2 separate regions of the Mus musculus genome follow, and region 1 is linked to region 2. A link is a contact called in public HiChIP or PLAC-seq data. All regions are on one chromosome and are shown on one strand. Each heading gives the region's core, a stretch centred on a gene start, on an enhancer-like site or on the middle of the called end of the contact. The rest is flanking DNA. Distances are from core to core; before and after follow the strand shown.

Region 1 (5,332 bases), core at 2,670-5,169, 110 kb before region 2:
CCACGGAAGTGCAATACCAATGAATTCCTAGGGGAAACCATAAAGTGAAAAAATACTGTTTGATAGAAAAGATTATTCTCTAAAACATTTCTATCATAGACTGGATTTTTTTTCCTTTTGCTTTTTATTAATAATGTTGCATGCATAGTCACCTAGTGATAACCAGTGCTTTAAAATGAGTAATTTGGTCAGAGACAATGGGAAGAGGAAAGTACAGTGAGAATGAATGATGGCTTCTAGATCTTTCTATTACTGGGTAATCAGCCCATTTCTTATGACTCAGTTTCTCTCTTTGCAGTATAGTATAGTCATTTGTATTTTTGTGAGGCGGTGGTGAGATTTAGATTATGCTGTCTGTTTGAGGCCCCGTGGGAGCTGCACAGATATTAAAAGGCCACCTGTAGGCACCTGTAAAGAGAGTTGACTGTCCCTGGGTTGTTATGCTGAAGTTGCCACCCTCACCTGCCAAGTGCCCTCCCTAGGACTAGGTGTCTATCTTCCCGAGAGTGCCAGGGCTGCGCCACTCCTAGCAAGGAGGGCTGGTGCAGCAGCGCTCACGCTTTCTCTAAGGCCAGAGCAGCAAAACGGGCAGATGGTTACAAGGCTGAAGACGCTGTCCCCGGCTGCTACTGAGAATCAACACACAAGTGTTTCCCCTGGCAGCAGACAGCTGCTGCGTTAGGTGTGAATCAAACGTGTAAACCTCTGGAGATTTCTCTCTCGAGCGCGTGCATGTCTATGAGACACAATTTAGCAGAGCTGCCGAAAATATGGTGACACATTGCCTCAGCACAGAGGCTCTGAGGGCGATGGAGGCGGGGAGCGTGAGCTGTCTCCCAGCAGGGCTCAGAGTGTCCAGTCCTGTCAATGCCCTCCTGTGTGCCTCCCTGTCAGTATGCCATCTCTGTGACACCCAGGCACTTGGCCAAGACACTGACTTAATCTCCAGACATACTAAGTCTCCACCTAGAGACCTCCAGGTAGACTGGAAATGACCCTACTTCTCACATCTCTCAAGGTTTCTCTCTCAGGAGGCAGAGGCAGGAAGATCTCTGTGAGTTTGAGGCCAGCCTGGTCTACAATATCAAGCTCCTGACCAGCCAGGGCTACTGTCATAGTTTGAATATGCTTGGCCCAGGGAGTGGTGCTATTTGGAGGTATGGCCTTGTTGGAATAGGCATATCATTGTGGGTATGGGCTTTAAGACCCTACTTCTAGCTGCCTGGAGGTCAGGCCTGCAGATGACCTACCTGGATGCTGCCATGCTCCCACCTTGATGATAATAGACTAAACCTCTGAACCTGTAAGCCAGCCCCAATTAACTGTTGACCTTATAAGACTTGCCTTGGTCATGGTGTCTGTGCACAGCAGTAAAACCCTAACTAAGACAGCTACATAGTGAAACCATGTCTTGAAGGACTCCTAAATAACTGCACCTGGGGTGCACACACACACTCACACACACACACACACACACACACACACACACACACACACACACACACACATACACGTTACATCTGTTCCATTTGTGCATATGGGGACCCCTACATGTAATTCCTATCCTGAAACCACTGAAATCCTCTCCATAAGTTCTGCAGTTTCTGCAACATTCGCCCCCTTTTCAGTTGTAGGACCAATGTGTGACTTCAGGAAGTAGAAACATTGTCCAGAATCCTCCAGTGGTGGACACAGGCTAGACCAAGAATGTACTGCTAATAGCCCATCCAGAGCCTGCTCCTCCCTCTTCAGCCCTGGAAATTTCTTTCACACTATTGCTATTTGATGACCTTGGTGTTGTTTATATGTAAATGTGCATATACCGGTTATCAGTCTCAGCACATGACTATGTTTTATTTCCCAAAGCTCATCTTAATGTCTCAGTCAGAGCGCTTACTCTACAGAGCGCTAGTTCAAAATGAGACGTCTAACCTTTCCCCCCAATACTCCCCCATGAATGACACCAGGGTCACAATGCCAAGACATCAATTGCAGGCATGTGCAGCCCTGTGTAAGGTCTTGGATCTTTCCTTCCCTCTATTTTCCACTGACATTCTGTGGTAAGTGCTTTGAGTCCAGTGTCCTCCACTGCTCATAACTTCAGCAGTTCTCTTGGTCAAAGGCACCTGTGCCATCTTTTGCCTTCCAACCATTCCTCCGAGGGATGTTGTCAATCCCTTGGAGACACTGCCCAGACACAACTCCTACCTTCCCCTGCTTTGGTAGATGGCTATTCCTCCCTGCCCTAGCCCCAGGACAATCTCTTTCCAAGGAGGCAAACCACTCCAGAGAAGATACTCACAGGGGCTGAAGTTGAGGGTTGCTGGTGGGGAAATGAGCCAATGGTCTGAAAGTCACACCCTCTTGAATATTGCAGACCAACCAAGGGTCACCAGGCCTTAGAGCCGAGCCTCAAATTTAAAGAAAAAAGCTAAAGAAAACCAAGGTTAGGACGAGAGCCTGGGGTGGGGATGGAGGTGGAGCATGGGTTCTAGTGGACTGAAGAAAGAATCGGAGACAGGAGTTGGGGGACAGGGGAAGGGATGGGGAGGGACAAAAAAACAAAAAAATGCAGGGAACAGAGTAAAAAGACAAACTAGAAGAGAACAAAACTCCTCCTCAGTACCCAGAAAAAAAAAAAAACAGCAGAAAATAGTGAATGTATAAAAAAAGAATACAGTATTTCGTTTTCTAATGAAGCAGGGGGAAAAATGAGTTTTATTTTGGTTGATTTCAGTTTATTAATAAAATACAGTTGTACAGTTGTCTTCAGCTAAATTTTATTTAAAAAGAAAATTGTATATAGATTTTTAGCAAACAACATATTAAGGAATATATAATATATATGTTATATATATATATTCATACATACATACATACATACATATATACATACACATAGCGGGTCAGTCTGCAGGAAAGGGGTTTTCATGATGCAGAGGGGAAGGTCTCTGGTTTGTTTTCCTATCGGTTCTAAGTCGCAGTATGTGAATCTCTATCAATGTTCACTCGTTATTGATAGTTGCTTCATTCACAAAAATCATTGCTCAGATATGCTCTTTACTTGTGGCAGACACATCTTTTATCTTCAGTTTCAGTGATAATAGCCCATCTTAGGGTTATTTTTAATATGAAGTCTATTTTTTCATCATCTTTTAGGTCCACCTGGAAAGTTTTTATACCACTATGTTTCTTCTGTCTTTTGGTTTTTGAGTTTATAAATATAAGATTCTTCAAAATTAAGCTCATCAAAAATATATTACTAACTATTTTGATTGGAGAATGTAAATAAAATCCAATTGAAATCTGTAGTCGTCAAACAGACTATATCATTACACTATTCTAAATCCAATATTTATTGACCCTTGGGTTTTCAGATAAAACTGCTTGAAGACATATTTGGGAAAGGACTATCACCAGTCCAATCAAAACACCGGCACATGCAGCTTTATCAATGACTATATTGATAGCAGTATTAGGATTGCTGACAAGGTCTTTTTAAAAATAGAAACCAGTTCCATGTTTTGGTTCACAAATGCATGAGACAGTCTCATCCGAGGAGAGGCAAAAGTGCACCTCTAAACTCCGGCACCCTTATTGCGATTACGTGACAGCTGACAGCGCTGCTACATCCCTGCCACCTCCTCGTCCCCCCAAACCCCGCTCCCCCAGCATCCTTCACCAGAAGCCAATTGATGCCATCAAACTCAGCTGGGCGTGGCAAGGGCTCCGTGCACCAAATTACAAAGTCTTAAAAACAAAAAGTTACCACGCACCCACCCCAACCCCCACCGGAAGTAGTCAGTACTGGGCAATACTGGGGAAATCCCACAGAAGTTGCAAGAAGATACAGACAGATCGCAGATGCTGTGACTGTAGAGGGGGGCTTAGCCTCTCTGTCACCTCTCTCCACCGCAGACAGGCTCCTCACTGTGACCTTTAGAACACAGATGCCACCTGGTTGGAAAGGGTGACTGGATGCCCTCACTGCCACCGCCCACACGCCCAGCCAGGCTGGCTTGTGATCTCACTTTGCTCCTAGGAGAGACAGTCCCACAGCATAGTCACCTCATAGCAGCGTCTTATCCGCTAGCCAGAGACCCCTCTCTGTTCAAAGTATAGGAAGTAAGAAATCTCCTCTGTGGGCTATTGACTCTCCTACCCCAGCTTCTCCCGATGCGGGCGGCCTGCGCTACTAAAGGACGGCTCACCTGAAGTCCCGCTGCCATGCTTCTCTGTAGAACTTGACAGCGAGGGAGAAGAAAAGTAGACAAAACTTAAGAAGTCTTATTTCAAGGGCCAGCAATGGCTCTGGGGTTAAAGGGACTTGTCACTCAAGCCTGACAGCCTGAGTTGAAACCCAGTGTGGAAGGACAGAACTGACTCGAAGAAACTGTTGCGTGACTCCCGCACACACGCCAAAAGCACTGCTCACACTCACAAACACATCCTGAGCACACACAATAAAGCTGATAAATGAATTTTTTGTAAAAAGAAGTCTCCTTTCTAATGGGAATTCTAGGGGGTAGGATAAGAAAAAAAAAAGAGTAGCAGACATTATCAAAGAGATAAAGCAGAAAATATCATTCTGAAGTGTAAATAAATCACCATGCAAGGCCTATCAGATGCACATACTGAATGGAGAAATCCAACCTCATTGCACATATAGAGTCCTGGGATACAAAGGGGATCCTGAAGGTTTAGAAGCGTGTAGAAACGTGGAGGTCGGGGACACAGACCCCAGAGAAGGCTGGGAGTCAGTGTGGCATCAAGAATTATACTGAAAGCAGATGACAAGGTAGAGTAACATTCCAAACTCCCAGTGAGGATTATAAACCAACCACGGCAAGAGTAAGCAGAGAATGAAGAGGTTTCTGCTTGGCTGGCTGGCTGGCTGGCTGGTTGGTTGGCTGGTTGGTTGGCTGGCTGGTTGATTGGTGGGGGTGGGGATGTTTGTTTTTATTGTTGTTTCTGATTATCAGAAGAGTTTTCAGAAGCTGAGGATGTCGCTCCACTGAGAGTGTTGTGTCATGCATGAAGTCCTGGGTTAGATCACCAACCCCGTATGAACCTGGCATAAGGAGGCTCACCCCTCTCAGCACTGGAGAGGTGGAGACAGAAGGATCATCCTTGGTCACTCAGTGAGCTGGAACTCAGCCCTGAAGCACATAAGAAAGATTCTGTTTCAAAAAAAAAAATCTCAGAAGCGATTATCTCTCAGGCATCCCTTCTCAGAAACTACACTGGAAATATGCTCTGTTGAAATACGGCAACAGAGAGACAGAGTCAGAGATGGGAAAGATAAGAATTCGCAGGAACTCAGCAAAGGAAA
Region 2 (5,978 bases), core at 992-3,491:
AAAGGGAGTGGGGCTGAAAGTTATGATCAAGTGTGACCCCAATGACCAAAACCCCTAGATGTGAATTGATCTATGCCCTCAGCCCACTCTCTCAGCATCCGAGAGCTAAATGGCTAGAAGGGGAGGCCGTAAATCCAGAACTTTCTTTTGAATGGTAAAAATAATAAACTCATAAGCGGAGAGCCTAAAAAAAAATATTTATTTCATTTACATTTCCAATGCTATCCAAAAAGTCCCCCACCCACTCCCACTTCTTGGCCCTAGTGTTCCCGTGTACTGAGGCAGATAAAGTTTACACGACCAATGGGCCTCTCTTTCCACTGATGGCCGACTAGGCCATCTTCTGATACATATGCAGCTAGAGACACGAGCTCTGGGGGGTACTGGGTAGTTCATATTGTTGTTACACCTATAGGGTTGCAGATCCCTTTAGCTCCTTGGGTACTTTCTCTAGCTCCTCCATTGGGGCCCCTGTGATCCATCCAATAGCTGACTGTGAGCATCCACTTCTGTGTTTGTTAGGCCCCGGCATAGTCTCACAAGAGACAGCTATATCTGGGTCCTTTCAGCAAAATCTTGCTAGTGTATGCAATGGTGTCAGCGTTTGGAGACTGATTATGGGATGGATCCCCAGATATGGCAATCTCTAGATGGTCCATTCTCTCCTCTCAGCTCCAAACTGTGTCTCTGTAACTCCTTCCATGGGTGCTTTGTTCCCAATTCTAAGAAGGGGCAAAGTGTCCACACTTTGGTCTTCATTCTTCTTGAGTTTCATGTGTTTAGCAAATTAAGTCCTAGCCAGAACAATTCGACAACAAAAGGAGATCAAGGGGATACAAATTGGAAAGGAAGAAGTCAAAATATCACTTTTTTGCAGATGATATGATAGTGTATATATAAGTGACCGTAAAAATTCCTCCAGAGAACTCCTAAGCCTGATAAACAGCTTCAATAAAGTAGCTGGATATAAAATTAACTCAAACAAGTCAATGGCCTTTCTGTACACAAAGGATAAACAGGTTGAGAAAGAAATTAGGGAAACAACACCCTTCTCAATAGTCACAAATAATATAAAATACCTTGGCGTGACTCTAACTAAGGAAGTGAAAGATCTGTATGATGAGAACTTCAAGTCTCTGAAGAAAGAAACTAAAGAAGATCTCAGAAGATGGAAAGATCTCCCATGCTCATGGATTGGCAGGATCAATATAGTAAAAACGGCTATCTTGCCAAAAGCAATCTACAGATTCAATGCAATCTCCATCAAAATTCCAACTCAATTCTTTAACAAATTAGAAAGGACAATCTGCAAATTCATCTGGAATAACAAAAAACCTAGGATAGCAAAAACTCTTCTCAACAATAAAAGAACCTCTGGTGGAAAAACCATGCCTGACCTAAAGCTGTACTACAGAGCAATTGTGATAAAAACTGCATGGTACTGGTATAGCAACAGACAAGTAGACCAATGGAATAGAATTGAAGACCCAGAAATGAACCCACACACCTATGGTCATTTGATCTTTGACAAGGGAGCAAAAACCATCCAGTGGGAAAAAAAACAGCATTTTCAACAAATGGTGCCAGCCAGTTTTCATAACAGACTCCAGTTTCTGAACTGCTCACTCAATTCCTGTCTCTTCTGAAAGGCATGTCTCTTTGAATTTATTTGATCACTTTAATACTGGTAAACACTTAAATACTTTATTCACAATACTAAATATATGATTAATACTTAAATATTTTTTTATTAAACTCATCTTTAAAAAAACAACAGATCTACACCAAAAAGCTTTCTCTAGATTTTTCTTCTTTTGCTTCCGTTGTCTTCCCTTGGGCCTACACATTTCTATTTTAGAGTACCAGAAATTACAAATATGTTTTTGAGAATGACTGTGTCTAACCACAGACCATCATCGGAAAATGACTAGTCATAAAAGTGGCCTACATGGCATAAATTCGAAAGCTCTTTCACTAAACATCTTGTCTAATGTGCTATGTGGTCTTGAGTCCCTACTATGTAGGAGTGTATAACAGTTAAGGTAGAAGCTTCCGGTTTGCTGCTGAAACTGTGTAACGGGTAACACCTCACCTCCTTCTCAATCTTCCATTGGTTCCTTTGTGGCTACCAAAAAGTTCTAAAGTTTCCAAAACCCACTCGGTCTGTTCAACATTGTGCCCGTGACCATCATTTGACAGGCAGGAGGACCACAGCACTTCTGAGTTCTGCGCATGCCCAGTGCATCCTTCCTGTTCTGGGGTTCCCTCTCTGCTCCGTCCTGTGAGCTTATCAACAGAAAACATCGAGCACTGCTTGGTAGCACTTCAGTTCCACCTTGGCTTATTGGTTACTTTTTTCTCACTTTGTGCAGAAAAGCAACTTAAGGAAGGAAGGACTTCTTCTGGCTTGCAGTTGGAGAGTTAGTCCGTCGTGACAAGTTAGACTACAGCAGCTCAATTAGAGCGTTGGCGACAGAAAGAAGTGTGTGTTGTCTGGTCACAGAGACATATCTCCTAGGTGATTCTAAATCCAGTTATGATGACAATCAAGAGTCACCATCACACATGGTTATAATTGTATATACACATAAATATGTACATATATATATATACTTCCACACCTACGTGCACATGTATTTATACTTTTAATCCTCTTGATTTAGTAAGAACTCCTCTGCTTTGAAGTAACAGAGCCAGCACTGGCAATGTGACACTGAGTGATGTGAGCTTGATCCCTAGTATTCCTATGGAGGAAGGAGAGAATGGATAGAATGGATTTCTACTCATGGTCCTCTGCCTCTCACATACAGGCCATAATAACACATCTGCACACACACACATCATAATAATAAAAATTTAAAGAATAAAGAATTAGGGGGTTGGAGAGATAGCTCAGTGGTTAAGAGCACAGACTGCTCTTCCAGAGGTCCTGAGTTCAAATCCCAGCAGCCACATGGTGGCTCACAACCATCTGTAATGAGATCTGACGCCCTCTTCTGGTGTGTCTGAGGACAGCTGCAGTGTACTTACATATAATAAAGAGATAAATCTTTTTTAAAAATTAGATTAACAGCTCACGTTGCTCCTGCATTTCACAAATACTTATTTAGTGCCTACCACGCACCAGGTTCTAGGAGTTGGGATGACCTGAAGAGAAGGGAAAAGGGAAGAGCTCGTGTAACTGAAAAGCTAACTTCAATGCTGGTTATAACTGGATCTAAGGATGCCATCAAAATTACTCTCTCCCACTTCCCCTCTCAAAGGATGCTTCTCTTATCTCTACTTTTGTTGGGCATGCTTTAGTCTCCATCACCCAGAATGACTGAAATGGCCACAGCTGCCATTTCAGCCATGCTGTCAAGAGCCAAGGAAAGAAGAGTGGTTTTCTGCACCTAGGGAAAGGGCATTTTAGGGACTTGCTGAAGGCAAGCTGAGACAGGAATAGTGTGGACTACTCCGCGTGTCTCTCAGTCACGTTCCTGTGTGCCAGGAAGCTTCTGGCCCTCTGGAAGGTGTCTCTAGGTGTCACCCAACCAGTCACACCAAAACTTAATACTTTTCAAAAGTATTTGAAATCAAGGAAGACCCGGGCAGAGGCTGCGGCTTGGCTGCTGAGGTGGGAGTGGGGAGAACCAAGTCCTGTAAGTTATCCTCTGACCTCACACACTGCCCATGACACACTGCACACATCACTACGTAACATGCTGAAGTTAACTTTGGCAGTCAGTCTCCTACAAAATGTCTCTCCTTTACCAGCATGTTGCTCTCCAACACACACACACACACACACACACACACACACACACACACACACACTTGGGGGAGGGGGAAACTCAGTTGATAGAATGCGTCCCTGAAATGCTAGTGAGATGGGCCACTCATTAATGCAATAAGACTCAACCAAGCTCCATTATTGCAGGTAAAAGAAGGATACGCTGGTTGAGCTTTTAAAATAAAATAGCATGACTCCATTATCAAAACGTTAAACTAGCAATTTACGAAAAACATTTATGTATACACATTTCAAACGGTGCAGGGTGGAAGAAATCATGAATAAGTTGTGAACACTTAGTTACAAGGTAACATCTGCCTCTGCTTCTGAAACCACTAGGAGTTCCTGTGTATCCTTCCTTCCTGCATCCTTCATCCTTCCTTCCTCCTTTCCTCCCTTCCTTCCTGTATGGATGTCCCTCGTGTGTGTATGTCTGTACAACACATACCTGCTGAGTGAGCGTCTGGTTGGGGGGAGGGGGGAGTGGAGCATCAGAGCCCCAGAGACTAGAGTTACAGATAGTTGTGAGTCCCCATGTGGTTCTGGGAATCAAACCCAGAGCCTCCACAAGAACAGCTCTGCTGGTTTCTTTTGGTTTGGGTTTGGTTTTGGTTTTAAAAGGATCTCACTATGGAGCCCTGGCTGTCCTGGAACTCACTATGTAGACCCAGCTAGCTTCAAACTCACAGAGCTCTGCTTGTCTCCACCTCTCAAGTACTGGAATTAAAGGTGAGGCCACCATGCCCAGGTTGGTCAGTGATCTTACTCACTGAGCCCTCTCCATCTCTGCTCAGGGTTCTTACCGTCTGGGTGCATCACTGCTGCGGGTGGCTTCTACGCAGCTTGGTGTTTGCAATTTTGACTTAATTGCAGTAAGCTGGGGCTGCCTGTCCTTGGGAAAGAATTTCATTTCTGTCTGTAGAATGCTAATTCCAGAAAAAAATCCTCAGGTTCTTAAAAACTTTTTTTTTTTTAAGAAAACTGCTTTGGGTTTTACTAAGTTTTCCTTTGCAGAATGCTTACAAGCATCCTCTGGCAGCCCCAGATAACCCCCTTCTCTCTTGGGGTGGAGCCAGGTATGTTGCCACCAATCTAAACATTCCTAAAAGATACCATTCTCTGTCATTTCCTCCTCCCCAGCAAAGCCGGAAATTAATGCCTTTGATGGTCATAAAGCCTAAACGTGGCCGCTGTCTACACAGTCCAGCACAGCAGCCTCCTGTGCCGCCAACAACTGTAGCCATGACCTTTGACAAGGGGCTTCTGCTACCTGAGACCTTCCTGGTTGTAGATGACTCACTAGCCTCCCAGGGCCATGTACACCCATCAGCAGTTGGGATGCTAAGATGAATTACACAATAACTTCCTCTCTTGTTCCAATCTTCCTCATCCATCCCCTTTTAGCAACCGATGATGCCAGGATGATGTGATAATGAAACGAAATGGTTTTTATATTTTTTTTTAATTTTGTTTTTGTGTGTAAACATTTTGCCTCTGTGTGTGCATGTGCGTGTGTGTGTGTGTGTGTGTGTGTGTGTGTGTGTGTGTGTGTGTGTTCACATGTATGCCTGGTGCCCACAGAGACCAGAGGAGGGTCTCAGATCCTCTGGAACTGGAGTTAAGAGTGGTTGTGAGACACAGTGTAGGGGGTGGGGACCAAACCTGGGTCCTCCGCAAACGTAGCAAGTGATCTTGCCTGCTGAGCCATCTCCCCAGCCCCAGGTGAAATAACTACTTTTTCATTTTTTTCTTTTCTTTTTATTTTTGAGATTATAATATAATCACATCATTTCTACCTTCCCTTTATTCCCTCCAAACTCTCCTATATATTTCTAGTTGCTTCCTTTCAAACTCATGGCCTCTTATTTTAGAGTTGTTATGTATATGCATGTATGTGTAAATACATAGATACATTCCTAAATATGAGCTGCTTGGTCTGATTAATTTACTCCTCTGTATGTTTTCAGGGCTAACCATTTGGGGTTGGGTAACCAGTTGGTGTGCTCTTCCCTGAAGAAGGCTGTCTCTCCCACTCTCGGCATTCCTTAGTTGCCTGTAGTTCTTTGTACAAGGCAATGCCCCACGGGCTTTCCACTGTCTACTTTGGCATGCCCATAGTTCAGCTCATGTTTAGGCAGTCATGTTGGTAAGACTGTATGGGCGTAGCTTCTGATGTTACTATGTCACACAAATCTCCCTGATCCTC

Evidence for each region. HiChIP or PLAC-seq counts read pairs in DNA pulled down with a chosen protein or histone mark.
Region 1: a BATF HiChIP or PLAC-seq map of CD8 T cells shows a contact between it and region 2, with 28 read pairs. The contact joins two enhancer-like sites. A contact is called at or near these places in 14 of 39 promoter capture datasets (3T3-L1-derived adipocytes, the C10 cell line, the HPC-7 cell line and 10 more), 1 of 15 datasets of contacts at CTCF or cohesin (CD8 T cells), 2 of 484 Hi-C or Micro-C datasets (bone marrow-derived macrophages and regulatory T cells), 11 of 115 datasets of contacts at active chromatin or transcription factors (the 230-238 cell line, CD8 T cells, the HPC-7 cell line and 7 more) and 4 of 9 other capture datasets (adipose tissue, liver, macrophages and 1 more).

What each region holds. Positions count from the first base shown.
Region 1 is chr1:153,722,143-153,727,474 of GRCm38.p6, reverse strand. C230024C17Rik (RIKEN cDNA C230024C17 gene) reads left to right here. Exons shown (of 3, transcript NR_046171.1): 3 at 3,378-5,332. Among named protein-coding and RNA genes, the nearest start is that of C230024C17Rik, 13 kb to the left of the region's middle. Within about 2 kb of position 3,919, at least 29 of the 459 cell types and tissues checked have an H3K27ac peak or open chromatin away from gene starts, as enhancers often do. A contact at or near this core is called in CD8 T cells and regulatory T cells, where this site is marked.
Region 2 is chr1:153,613,679-153,619,656 of GRCm38.p6, reverse strand. It overlaps the pseudogene Gm6652. Among named protein-coding and RNA genes, the nearest start is that of Rgs8, 36 kb to the left of the region's middle. Within about 2 kb of position 2,241, at least 30 of the 459 cell types and tissues checked have an H3K27ac peak or open chromatin away from gene starts, as enhancers often do. A contact at or near this core is called in CD8 T cells and regulatory T cells, where this site is marked.